2 separate regions of the Sus scrofa genome follow, and region 1 is linked to region 2. A link is a contact called in public Hi-C data. All regions are on one chromosome and are shown on one strand. The core of a region is the stretch at or near the end of the contact, and the rest is flanking DNA. Distances in the headings are between cores, read along the strand shown.

What was found. Hi-C and Micro-C count contacts between places; a contact is called where the count stands out from the background.
Region 1: a Hi-C map of embryonic fibroblasts shows a contact between it and region 2, with 2.9 times the contacts expected there. The contact joins the promoter of LRP4 here to the enhancer-like site in region 2. A contact is called at or near these places in 3 of 47 Hi-C or Micro-C datasets (embryonic fibroblasts, liver and mesenchymal stem cells) and 1 of 2 datasets of contacts at active chromatin or transcription factors (skeletal muscle).

What each region holds. Positions count from the first base shown.
Region 1 is chr2:15,611,336-15,617,399 of Sscrofa11.1, forward strand. It overlaps LRP4 (low-density lipoprotein receptor-related protein 4), which reads left to right and starts at 4,802. Exons shown (of 38, transcript XM_021085230.1): 1 at 4,802-5,017. The coding sequence starts at 4,966.
Region 2 is chr2:15,547,134-15,553,730 of Sscrofa11.1, forward strand. All of the region lies in intron 2 of C2H11orf49 (chromosome 2 open reading frame, human C11orf49), which reads right to left. Among named protein-coding and RNA genes, the nearest start is that of C2H11orf49, 56 kb to the right of the region's middle. Within about 2 kb of position 1,733, at least 30 of the 83 cell types and tissues checked have an H3K27ac peak or open chromatin away from gene starts, as enhancers often do. A contact at or near this core is called in embryonic fibroblasts and liver, where this site is marked.

The sequences.
Region 1 (6,064 bases), core at 3,552-6,051, 67 kb after region 2:
CCTTACACAGTTAATACTCTAGCCATACTTTCCCACACGCTATCCCCAAACATACTGAGCTCTCTCATACCCTCTTGCTTTGGCATAAGCACTTCTCCCCACCTAGAATGTACCTCTCCCACATCTTTGTCTAGTAAACTCTTATACAGCCTATAAAACCTCGGCAAAATGCCACTACTTCCATGAAACTTTATTCAATCTCCTAAAAAAAATAGGGTAAATGCCGTGGATGAAAACAAGGCAAATGTGGGCGGGTGGGTGGGTAAGTTCTGAGGCTGTGACACGGAGTTGAAACCAGCCATGGAAGAGTCTGGGGGAACAGCATTCTAAGAGATAGCTCCTGCCAAAGAAAAAAGGGAGGGGGGGGCGGCAATGATAGCATGTTGCAGAGCTGAAAGCAAGCCAGTGTGGCTAGAGCAGAATGCGGAAGGGGAAAAGCCATCAAAGAGGTAGGCAGAGGCCAGGTCATGAAGACTTTGAAGGACACATGAAAAGTATGGATATTATTCTGAGTACAGTAGGCAGCCATTGGAAGGTTTTAAGCCCAGTAATAACATGAGCTGATCTGGTTTTTAGAAGTCAGTGTGGCTCCTGCGTAGAAAGTGAGTTATAAAGGGGCATGTGTGAAAACAGACCATTTACATAGATGCTTAATTCATGTTTGTTACTGAAGAGTATTTCTTCATTGATCCTTTGGTTTGTCCACCACTCTGAATTCGTCTTTGCTGCTGAAATATGCAAAATGTACTGAGAAGTTTGCTACCAAGCCTCTACTTACATGTGCCAGGTGTGTACTGAGCTTTCAGGAGATAAAAAAAAATATGCTAAGAAGTCCCTCTTTTCAGGGCATGCCCCAGGTTAGGCCAGGGAACTGAAACAGCCATGGTACCCAGATCTTGACTCAAATGCTGCTGCTGAACTGGAACATGAAAAGTGGTGGTCCTAGAAGTGGTGTTGTGGAGGGTTTGCAATTAAAGTAAGCACAGAAAAGCAAATCAGACTATTCCTTTATACTTTCATTTTTTCTTCTGATCTCCAAACAAAGGCCCCTGAACCTAGATAAAAGCATACCCATTGCTAAAAGTTAGCGATATTTCTCGATAAATCCTATAGACTTCTGGCTCAGGGCCTTTGTACATGTGGTTCCTTCGGCCTAGGAGACTTGCCCCATCCACTCTTAGCCTTTTTTCCTTCTTTTTTTTTTTTTTTTTTCCTTTTTCAGCTGCACCCATGGCAATACAGAAGTTCCCAGACCAGGGATCTAATCTGAGCAGCAGCTGAAACCTACGCCACAGCTGCAACAATGCCAGATCCTCAATCCACTGCATCACAGTGGGAACTCCCAGCCTAATGAATCTCACTCAGCTTAAGTATTAAGTGTCTCTCTCGGGCCTTGAACCCCCAAATCTAAACCATCTGTCATTTCATAGAATTCTGTACTTTTTTTGTACTTTTCCCTATCATTTGCAGCTTGTTTTTCTTTTTTGTTTGTTTGTTTTTGGCTGCACCTGAGGCACGCAGAAGTTCCTGGGCCAGGAATCGAACCTACACCACAGCAGTGACTTGAGCCACAGCAGTGACAATGCAGGATCCTCAACCCACTGAGCACCAGGTAACTCCTCTTTTGTAGCTTTAAATTCATTTGTGACATCATTCTTTTGATGCTTCTACGTACATGTAGCCTTCCCAACCATCAGATTGTAAGGTCCGGGGACCCAATGCATCTGTCTACCCCTGTTACTACAGTACGTGGCACATAATATACCCATAATAAATACTTACTTTTACTAAGTGAGTAAATATGAGAAGTAGGTATACCTAGGCAGATAGGTCTAGGACTCTTTAGCTCTTTTAGCTGTGCTTTCTTTAGTTTTCCCTTCTATAACTTTAATAACTCCTTCCCTCCATTTTTACAAGACAGTGGTTCTACAGAGAAGATGGAGCAATTCTTTGCAGACTCATGTTCTTAATCGTTTAAATCAGGGTCCCTCAATCTCAGCACTATTACTATCTGGGGCTGGATAATTCTTTGTTGTGAGGAGGGATGTCCTGTTTATTGTAGGATATTTAGCAGCATCCTTAGCCTCTAGTCATTATTTGCCAGTCATACCCACTCCCCAAAATGTCTCCAGGTATTGTCCCATGTCTGCAAAATCACTCTTGATCGAGAACCACTGTTTTTAAGTGTGAAATGGAAAGCCATTTTCTCTTTCAGAAGAGTTATGTTTAGAAATTCAGGTTGATGATGCCTGGGTTGCAAGAGGACTCTACCAACCCAACTGGATCAAAATCGTGCCCATTTCTATCTTGTTTCTGTAGCACTCCCTGTATTCCCTTCAAAAAGGCCATTAGTGATGGTCTAATTCAGGACAATATTCTGATCTTGGAAATTCAGTGCCCTGGTCTGTCCTAGAAGGATGAGGGAAACGGGTGGTGTTTCTGCGGAAACCAATGTCTCTGAGACCCCTCTGGAATTGGCAACCCCCTACAACTTTTCTAGGGGAATGTCCCAAAGGACAATAAAAGGGAGACAAACAGCCCATTCTGGCATGCTTTTCAGGATCTTTCACTCCAAACAAGAAAGTCTGAGAGGCCTGGTAAAAATAAATATGGCTTAGCACTCCTGGCACAAGAGCAGTTTCTGACAGCCAAGACTTAACTCACCCTAGGGGGTGACCCAGCCAGGGACTATGCACGAAGTTCCCTTCTACCCATTGATATTCCCAGTGACTCACAGCAGCTAGGGATGGCTCTGTGCACCAGAACTGTGCTGAACTGTGGAGGAGGAGGGATGCACACAGAAAATGCAGTCTCTTGGGCCTGAGTCAGACAGGGACAGCCAGCCTCCCTGTTCCTCCTCAATCCCAGAAAAACAACACAAATCATGCCTTCTGGAAAGGAACCTGTCCTGTGAATACAGAGTGGAAATTGTTTATAGATTCTTAATCCCCTGACATTGAAAGTATGGTGGCTGCTTGTCTTGGATTTGGGGAGAAAAATGTATTCATTATACCACATGTCCTTAGTCTTCATGTGGAAAAAATATACATGGTCTCCAGAATCATAAAGTCTTCCTCGACAGGATGAAAAGTGACCCTTTGTAAGCAACATTTATTGAAACCCTGAAACCAAAGAAGCCTGCATCAAAACCGTTGTTGGGAGAGGGGACTGAGAATCAGTCTTTACTTTTTCATTATCTTCTCCTTGGATTTTAGGCTACGATGACATAGGCCTTGAAGGGTGACATCTTTCCTAGCAGTAAGATCTATAAACATGACCTGACTCCACTGCCGCCTACAGTCAGCAGAAAGAACTACACACACAGAAAATGCCTCCCTGTTAGTTACCATGGTGATGTTAGTTCAACCACATTTCATCTGCTTGAAAATTTCAGGCAGAACATAATGGAGAAGTACCAGCTAAGAAGGAGTTAACACCACATTTTTTTTTTTTTGGTTGCTGTTGCAAAGTTAATGTTAGCTTTGGTCAAAGATGGTAAGTTGAAGTGAAAGCCTTTGAAAAATTGTAAAGATGAAATGGCAACCAATCCATTGGAGAAACCTCCTAATATCCTCTTTGCACTATACCAAATTACTTACCCCCCCGGTGAACACAGGGCATTTGGGTCTTCCTGACTCTCTTTACTAGTGAGAAGAAAGTGGTTTAACAAAATGGCAGATGACCCAAAGCCAGGAACCGTCGGCATACTAGCTTGGAGGGAAAAGTGGTTCACAGGACCCTGAGGAAGTTGCGGACTTGGACAAAAGTAGCAAGACAAGACTCAACCTGGAAAATGGAAGGTGGTAACAAAATTAATGCACATTATTAATATGCACTGGGGAGAGGCAGAGACCACAAGGCTGACAAGAGAGGAATTTATAACTTTAGGTTATTTAACTCAAAAGTTAAATCTTGCTAGAAGGCTGTACAGACTGAAGCTAGAAGGAGGCTGAGGTCTCTGACAAGAGTACAACTGCAAGTAAGGACTTTCTTCCTTACCCCCTTCCTTCCTCGGCAGGATCAGAAAGTCAAAGAAGGTGAAGAGGCTAACGACTCTGACTGACAAAGACAGCGAGGAGGAACTACGTCTGGGCCAATTCTGGACGTCTGAGCTGGGGCGACAGGACCCAGACAACCACCTCAGGAAATGAGTAAATGAAAAGGAGAGCTCGTGGAATGATTTAGCCCCAGAACAACGCTGCCTAGACGGCATGGGGGGAGGGGGGGAGCAAGAAGAAAATCTCAGAAGAGGAATTTTGACGGTGAGAACTCTAGCTAAGATACAGCACTCCAGGCCCCCTGATGTCCCTTGTTTGATGTCCATAAAGACCGAGAGGATTATGCATTAGCCAGTCTTGTGTATTCTGAGACATCAATAAAGTCTGGACTTGGGGCCGGTAGGGGGGCCGGGGTCACGTCCAGACGACTAGGGTCAGCCCGGGTGCCCCTCTCTGGCATAGAGCTAGAGAGCGGGATCCAAGAGTTGCCGCTAGGATAGTATTTTTTTTAAGCTAAGGACTTTCGAGTGGTAGCAATGGGGACAGTAAGGGGGCATCTCTCGAGAGCTAGGAATGTGGGGGCGGCCTGAAGAGGAGCAGGGCCAGCGCTGGAGGCGCGGGCGGGTGGGGTCCAGGGACCGGGGGGCGGGGGCCGAGGGCGGGAAGGGGACGGGCCGGCGCTGGGGGCGGGACCAGGCGCGGTGGCGGTGGCGGGGGCTGCGGCGCGGGGGGCGGGGCGGCCGGGCCTGGGACACCCCCTCCCGGTCCCCTGGTGGGGCGGCTTCGGCTCCGGCAGCACTGGAGGAGGCAGCAGCGGCCGGAGGGCGACTTAGGGGCGCGCCCGCCGCGGTGGACCCAGACGCTTCCCTTCGGGTACCCACCTCCGACTCCCTCCGCCGCGCCGTCCCGCGGGAGCCGGCGGGACCCCAGGCCGGCAGGGAGCGCCGGCGGCGGCGGACGCGGCACCATGAGGCGGTCGTGGGGCGCGCTGCTGCTTGGCGCCCTGCTCTGCGCACACGGTAAGGGGCGCCGCCGCGCCCTCGCCGACCGGCCGGCCGGGAAAGTTTGTCCCCGGGTCCGGCCGCTGCAGGACCCACCGTCCCGAGAGCGGGATGGTTCAGGCTAGGGCCTGAGACCCCTCGCCCTCACTCCAAAGAGAAGCCCGGAGATTGCATGCCGGGGAGGGGACCGGGAGCTCCCCCAGCGCCTCCAGTCCGAGACCGGGCAGCGGCAGAGGAGCTCCCTGGGCTCGGGGCTGGGCCAGGCTGGGGGAAGATCGTAGGCGCTCGCTCGCCTTCCCTCGCTGCTCTTTGAAGAGCCTGAGGTGCTTCCCTTTGAGGTTTAGACAGGGTCCCTGTGTCCTTGGTGCGAATGAATGCATGCGAAGAAAGGGAGGCCGGGAAGGATGGTCGCTAAACCATAAACTGTTAAAAGCCCTCCTTCCAGGGGGGGTCTCGGGCGGATTTCGGAGAGAAGCTCCAGTGGAATCGGAATACATGAGCTCCGGGGGTCCATCGGCTCGAGGAACGGCTCCTCGGACTCCAGACCATGCTCTGGCCGAGGGTCTTTGGGCACTGCTTACTCGCAGCATCTCCACTTAGTGGTGTTTTGGGTTCCCTCTCCTGGCTGCGACCAATCAGCTCCCTGCCCTGGATCCTTCGTGGGGCGGGGGAGGGGGGCGGGAGACAGGGTTGGAAAGGGGGCAGAGGAGGGACATACGGAAGAAACTGCTGGAAGGCTCGCTCAGATCCGTTTTGGCCGGGATAGGGGGGCGGGTATCGCCGAACCTGAGAAGGAAGCCTCCTGGCCCGCGCAGTGGCCCTCTGGGGAGCTGGAGGGATGGCAGCAGGACTGCTGCTTCATCTGCTCCTTATTAATAACTTGTTTGGTGCCCGTACGCAACTGTTGTGTGTGATTACGGCTCCAGCGGAATCTTGTTTCTCTGCAGCCGCCTAGGACCATGGGGGCAGCCCGTGATTTAGCAGCTGCCTCTAGTTTGTGCCCAAAGATCAAAGAAGTTTGATCTTTGAACCCCAACCCTGTTCACACACCTCTGTTCAGCCGGG
Region 2 (6,597 bases), core at 483-2,982:
TCATAGATCTGATTCCAAAGTCTGTGTTCTCTTTTTTTTATTGGCTGCATTTGTGGCATGCAAAAGTTTCTGGTCCAGGGACTGAACCCACACCACAGCAATGACCAGAGCCACAGAGTGACAACACCAGATCCTTAACTTCTAGACCACTAGGGAACTTCCAAAAGTCTGTGTTCTTAACCACTAGGCCACAGTGCTTTTGTGCCACATAAAAATATTTTTTCTTTTTGCTTCTCTAATATATATATATGGAGATTTAGTCTATGTGATTATGGAATTGTGATAGTGGAGGCCAAGAAGTCCCATGATTTGCCATCTGCAATCTGGAGAACCAGGAAAGTCAGTGGTGTAATTCAACCAAGCCTGAAGGCCTAAGAGCCAGGGAAGCCAGTGGTTTAAATCCTAGTCCGAGTCCAAAGTCCCAGGAATCAGGGGCTAGTGGTGTAAGTTCTAGTTCAGGTTTGGAGACCTGAGAACCAGAAGTGCTGATGTCTGAGGGCAGGAGAAAATGGACACACCAACTCAAGCAAAGAGAGCAAATTTACCTTTCTTAGCCTTTTTGTTCTCATCAGGCCCTCAATGGATTAGATGATGCCCATATCCACTGGTGAGAGTAATCTTCTTTATTCAGTTTACTGACTCAAATGCTAATCCCTTCTGAAAACACCTTCAGGGACACATCTAGAAATAACATTTTACCAGCTAACATGGTACCCCTTAGCCTGATGAGTTGACACATAAAATTAACCACCATATAGGTCAAGACAAACTCCTCTATGATGTAACTACTCCAGTACCATTGCTTCACCTTACTCTCAGATCTCAGAGCACAATTTAATGCCATTTAATGGATTTATCAACAAGCCTTATCTCCTCAAGCAAATTACATCCCCTTATAGGTGCATGACCATATCTATATTCCTATTGATAGAGGCTGCATTTGAAGCTCTATAATAATAATTGCTTTTGATAAAGACATGAAGAGAAATATTTAGTTGGAAAAGCCATGCAAGGAACAGTGTTTTGGGATGCTTTCGAGATCGTCGGGTCTGTATGGTTTAAGATTCTAAACAATAAAAAATGACTCAGAAAAACACTACCTTAAGGGGTTCCCGTTGTGGCTCAGTGGTTAATGAATCCGACTGGGAACCATGAGGTTGCAGGTTCGATCCCTGGCCTTGCTCAGTGGGTTAAGGATCCAGCGTTGCCGTGAGCTGTGGTGTAGGTTGCAGACGCAGCTCGGATCCGGTGTTGCTGCAGCTCTGGCATTGGCCGGTGGCTACAGCTCCAATTCAACCCCTAGCCTGGGAACCTCCATATGCCGTGGGAGCGGCCCTAGAAATGGCAAAAAAAACAAAAAACAAACAAAAAAAAATAAAACCCACTACTTTAAAAAGGTAATTTTTACATCAAATTTTCTATAATACTTGTTATTCCTTATGGCAAGTTAGTGGATGTTTAGGGCAGTTTGGACGGAGCAGTGCAGCTTTCTCCGTTAAGCCCCCTTGAGAGGGCATATATATTGCCTGGAAGGTGAAGTCTGAGAATGAGCAGATGAACAATTATCCCCACACATGTAAACTGCAGCTTGTGTGGTGTAAATATACACTCCCTGCCTGGAACTGCCTGTGTAACATTCTCTCTTTGGGCTCTGTGGTTTCTCAATACATTCCAACTGTTTGGAGGCTGGAGCTTGGCTCAGCAAGCACAGATAAACAGCTTCCTGGAGCAAGCTGCCAGTGTGACGAGCAATGACCTCAGCAGAGAATGTCTGCTTTTCATTACCTTGAGCACATCACTGTACGGCTAGAGCTAAGAGCAGGAACAACACAAGCTGGATAGGCCTAACTGGCTCAGGCCTGCCATCATACCTTGAATTTTCAAAATCTTGGCAGCCAGAGGAAAGAGGGTATAGACAGGAAGTGAGAAAATAGCTTATACATGAAAAAAAAAGAAAAGAAAAGAAAAGAAAAGCTTTCTCAGGCTATTCTCTGAACAAACTAAGCCATGAGTGAAGTGGCTAACACAAAATGGGTAATAGTCATGCAGAAAATCATCAAATGTCTTTAATCTCCAAAAACTGCAGTGTAAGCAAATAGAAGAAAATAAGAGAGACTGAAAAGTCCTCAAGATCTTCAGCTCTGACATCATTTAAAGAGAAAGAAGAGGAAGACTATCACTTTCCAAAAAAAGCCATAAAGTAGGAGGGAAGCAAAAATCACAGAAAATTGGAGCTGAAAGAGAATGAGACTTAATGAAAATGAATTATATATAGCCAGGCTTTTACGCCTATTACTTCACTAGATTTGCCTAATAACCCTATGAGATCGGCACTATCAACCCTACCAATGGTTTTTACTTCGAAGATACAACACAAGGGCCTTAAGAAAGACCTTTGCTGTTGATGTTATTTAGTGACAAAGGGATAAACTCAAGGCTGCTTCTATGGCCACTCTGAAAATGGCATTACCTACTGTTGTAGCCCCAGAACTGAGTAATCCTGAGTATCCTAAATGTACATACTCAAGACATGTTCTCATAAAGCAGTTTCCACTGTGTTGGTCAGAACTGCATCCAATAGTTGAAGAAAGAAATCTCAACTATGGTCTCAGACAGGGAATTGGTTGGCTATAACCCCTCTGGAGGGATCCTGAGAAACAATCTGTTTTGTGGGGCACTGGCCGCAAAGATGCACCTGCCATGGGGCTGAAAGCTAAGGACAGACAGACATCTTAGCAAATCAAAATAACAGAAGTTTCATTTGACTTTCATTTCACTTTTCTCAGGGAAGAAGAACCTTTGTGTGGCTGCCAAGAATCTATCTGTCCATCTTCCTTCCCCTTCCTCCCCTCCACCCCCATCCCAGTTCATTAAAGACCTTCTGGTTAAAGGTGCCAGGCTGTGTCATTCTTTCCTGCTCTCGTGCCAGGCCTATGCCGCCAGCACAAGAGATCTTCTAGAGTTCTGAGAAAATTAGGGGAGAAATTAAAAGCACTGATGAATTTAAATTGTTCTATTGTTGATGAACTAAAATTTCTTAACTTCTGATGAGCTACTTTACATTGCTAATAGGAAACTACCTGTTACTGCAGATTTGCAGGTCTGCCTGCTAGCCAGAGGAGTGAGTACTCAGGGGCTTATCAGAGTGCTGCTATAGGAAGGACTATCAAGGCTTGGATTGGACCAAGTAAACAGTCTTTATATTATTTACAGATTAAAATAAATCAAATAATATCTCTGAGGGGAATATTTTAGTGTGGAGAATTATACCCCCAGTTTATACTAGCTAGCCGTAAAAGCAGCTCCCATGAAAACAGAACTAATATCACTGGGTCATGATAATACTTCAGGCAAGGATGGGAGTTCCTTCATTTCCTCTTATTGAATGGTTTCGCAACAGATAAATTTCTCTTAACTTGCAGTCAGGTGGGGGTGGGGAAGTAAGGTCTTTCCTGACAGGGAGAATCTGGGCCCGATTATTACTTCCATAACCTCTGACTCCAACTTCTAAACGAGTCAGGGGACCAGTGGGCTGTGAAATGGCTTCCTCAGTTACCAGGTCAAGTGCTGCTGGATGGCTTCCTGTAATCAAAACATGAAGGGACTGAAGGAGCGAGAGGGATTCTAGGCACATAAGCAGCTTCTTATATCCTCAATGAACCTGGATTTTTAAGTTTCAAAACAGATTTTGGTGGCTTTCAACTCACCACTGTGTTTCCCTAGTGTCCTTTTGCTATAGGATACCTCTGGTAATAGAGAAAAGAACCAGATCCTCTGTACATTTAACAAGTGATGGCTTTACAGAAGTGCCTGGGCCAGTGACAGTGAGGACAGGATTGTTTTAGCTATGGCAAAATCTATTCCTAGCAATTATCTGAGTCTGAGAATCCAGATGCTGACAATGAAAAATGAATAATTTTCTATTACAATGTATCAACTCCAGCTAAGAACTAAACTATGGAAAAAAAAAAAATGGGGGAGTTCCCGTCGTGGCGCAGTGGTTAACGAATCCGACTAGGAACCATGAGGTTGCGGGTTCGGTCCCTGGCCTTGCTCAGTGAGTTAAGGATCTGGCGTTGCCGTGAGCTGTGGTGTAGGTTGCAGACACGGCTTGGATCCAGCGTTGTTGTGGCTCTGGCGTAGGCTGCTGGCTACGGCTCTGATTAGACTCCTAGCCTGAGAACCTCCATATGCTGTGGGAAGTGGCCCAAGAAACGGCAAAAAGACAAAAAAAAAAAAAAAAAAAATGGGAGCAGGCTGGGAGAAGCATTACTCCTTCTGAAGAAGCCTATAATGGGATTAGTCACCATTACTTCACCACACCACATTTTCGCTCTTTTCGACAACAAGTTGGGAAAACATGGAGCAGAAATGGTCCAGGAGAGTCTCAAGTGCATCCCTCACTCAGAGCTGTGAGCCTGGAAATCTAGTGTTTTCTGATGTTTTTGTTGCTCCAAATCTTCTCCTCTGCTACCATGGGCACAAGAAGAACCCAATACAACATTACTTAAATGCTGAGGGGTGGATAATCCTAAAAAATCTGCCAACTTTAGAATGGAAAGTTTACACACCAATTGTTCTGGATTACTCAGGATAGAAGTGGGTCATCCTTCACAGGGCTTAGAGCACTTATTTAAAAAAAAAAGAAAAAATAATACACATTTTACAATCATAAATTGTTTTCATTAAACTTACATTTTAAATGATTTAGCAATATACACTACTGGAATTGTTTTTTCTCCAAGAGTGAATTAAGTTCACATTTCATAGACTTACTCTAATGAAAACAATAAAAAGGAATTTGATGATAGTGCCTTTTACTACAAGAGTATATTAAAAAGTATTCAGGGAGTTCCCGTCGCGGCACAGCGGAAACAAATCTGACTAGGAACCATGAGGTTGTGGGTTTGATCCCTGGCCTTACTCAGTGGGTTGAGGATCTAGTGTTGCTGTGAGCTGGGGTATAGGTCACAGACGTGGCTCGGATCCTGCACTGCTGTGACTGTGTTGTAGGCCAGCAGCTGTAGCTTCAATTTGACCCCTAGCCTGGGAACCTCCATATGCCTTGAGTGTGGCCTTAATAAAGCCAAAAAAAAAAAGGTATTCAGGAGTTCCCATCGTGGCTCAATGTTTTAAGGACCCAACACAGTCTCTGTTTGATCTTTGGCCATGCTCAGTGGGTTAAGGATCTGGCGTTGCCAGGTGGTAGATGCAGCTTGGATCCAGTGTTGCTGTGGCTGTGGCACAGGCCTGCAGCTGCAGCTCTGATTCAGCCCCTAGCCTGGGAACTTCCATATGCCATAGGTGCAGTTGTTAAAAAAAAACAAAAAAACTATTCAAATTCCCAATGGAATCCTAATAATTAATATGTATCAAATGGAATTATTAATATTCTTTTTCTAAAAACTTATACTTTCACCTCATATTCATATTAAATATTAGATAACATAATTTTTATGACTAATTTAAATTTTTTTATAAATTTTAATGGCTGCACCCAAGGCATGCAGAGATTCCCAGGCCAGGGATCGAACCTGAGCCACATCAGTAACCCCAGCCACAGCACTGACAACATGGAGTCCATAACCAGTAGGCCACCAGTGAACTCCTATTTTATTATTTTTACTTATTATATGAAAGCAGTGCATGAAGAAGGCCAATTACTTTTAAGGTGGCTTTCTATGATTACTGCTTGTTAAGGGTATTCAACTCTGAGAAGCAGCAAATTAAATTCATCAAGTTATCTTTTCTGGACACAGAAAGTCTAGGTAATAAAGGTAAAAGAGAAGTTAAGTCACCTGATCTAACTTAGTGGCTCTTGAATGGGATGAGCCAATCATTCCATAGGATAAATCCTCAAATGTCATCTCCTCTAAGGGACCTTCCTGGACCTTTCCTACACATCACATTATCCTAGTTATTTCCTCCTTGTTTATCTTGTTACAGTTATCAGCTGTGTAGTCTTGGGAATGTTACTTTTGTGTGCCTGAATTACCTTAGGTATGAAATGAAGATAATATTAATACTCTACTTTGTGATATTTTGAGAATTAAATGAGATAATACATGCTATATACTTAGAACAATGCCCAACATGTAGCAAGTATATATTAACAATCAGCTATTGTCATCATCGTTAGTTTACTTGTTCACTGTCTATTTCCCCCACTAAACCCCTAGATCCATGAGGGTAATTACCTTATTTGTCTTATTCATCATTGTATAGCCAAGTACACATAGGCACACAGTAGGTACTCAGAAATAATTACTGAATGAATGAAGTCATGAAAGAAAACTGGCTTATATTCTCACATATGCTTAAAATAAACCTCCATCAATGAAGGTAATCTGTGTATGTACTTGCAACCAAAACAGTCAACATGAAACCTTCCCGAAGAAGCTAAAATCATCATTTAAAAAAAACAAAAACAAGGCACTTGATCATAAAAAAAGGAGCCCTTCTGGGCCCACCAACCAAGACCACAGAGTATCATTCTTTTCTATATTAGTATGTGGAGGTCAAGTTCCCTGATGCCACAGTGTGGTAACTATCAATTTAGCCTGTGAAGAATGGTTCCCAATTCTGATAGGAATTCTC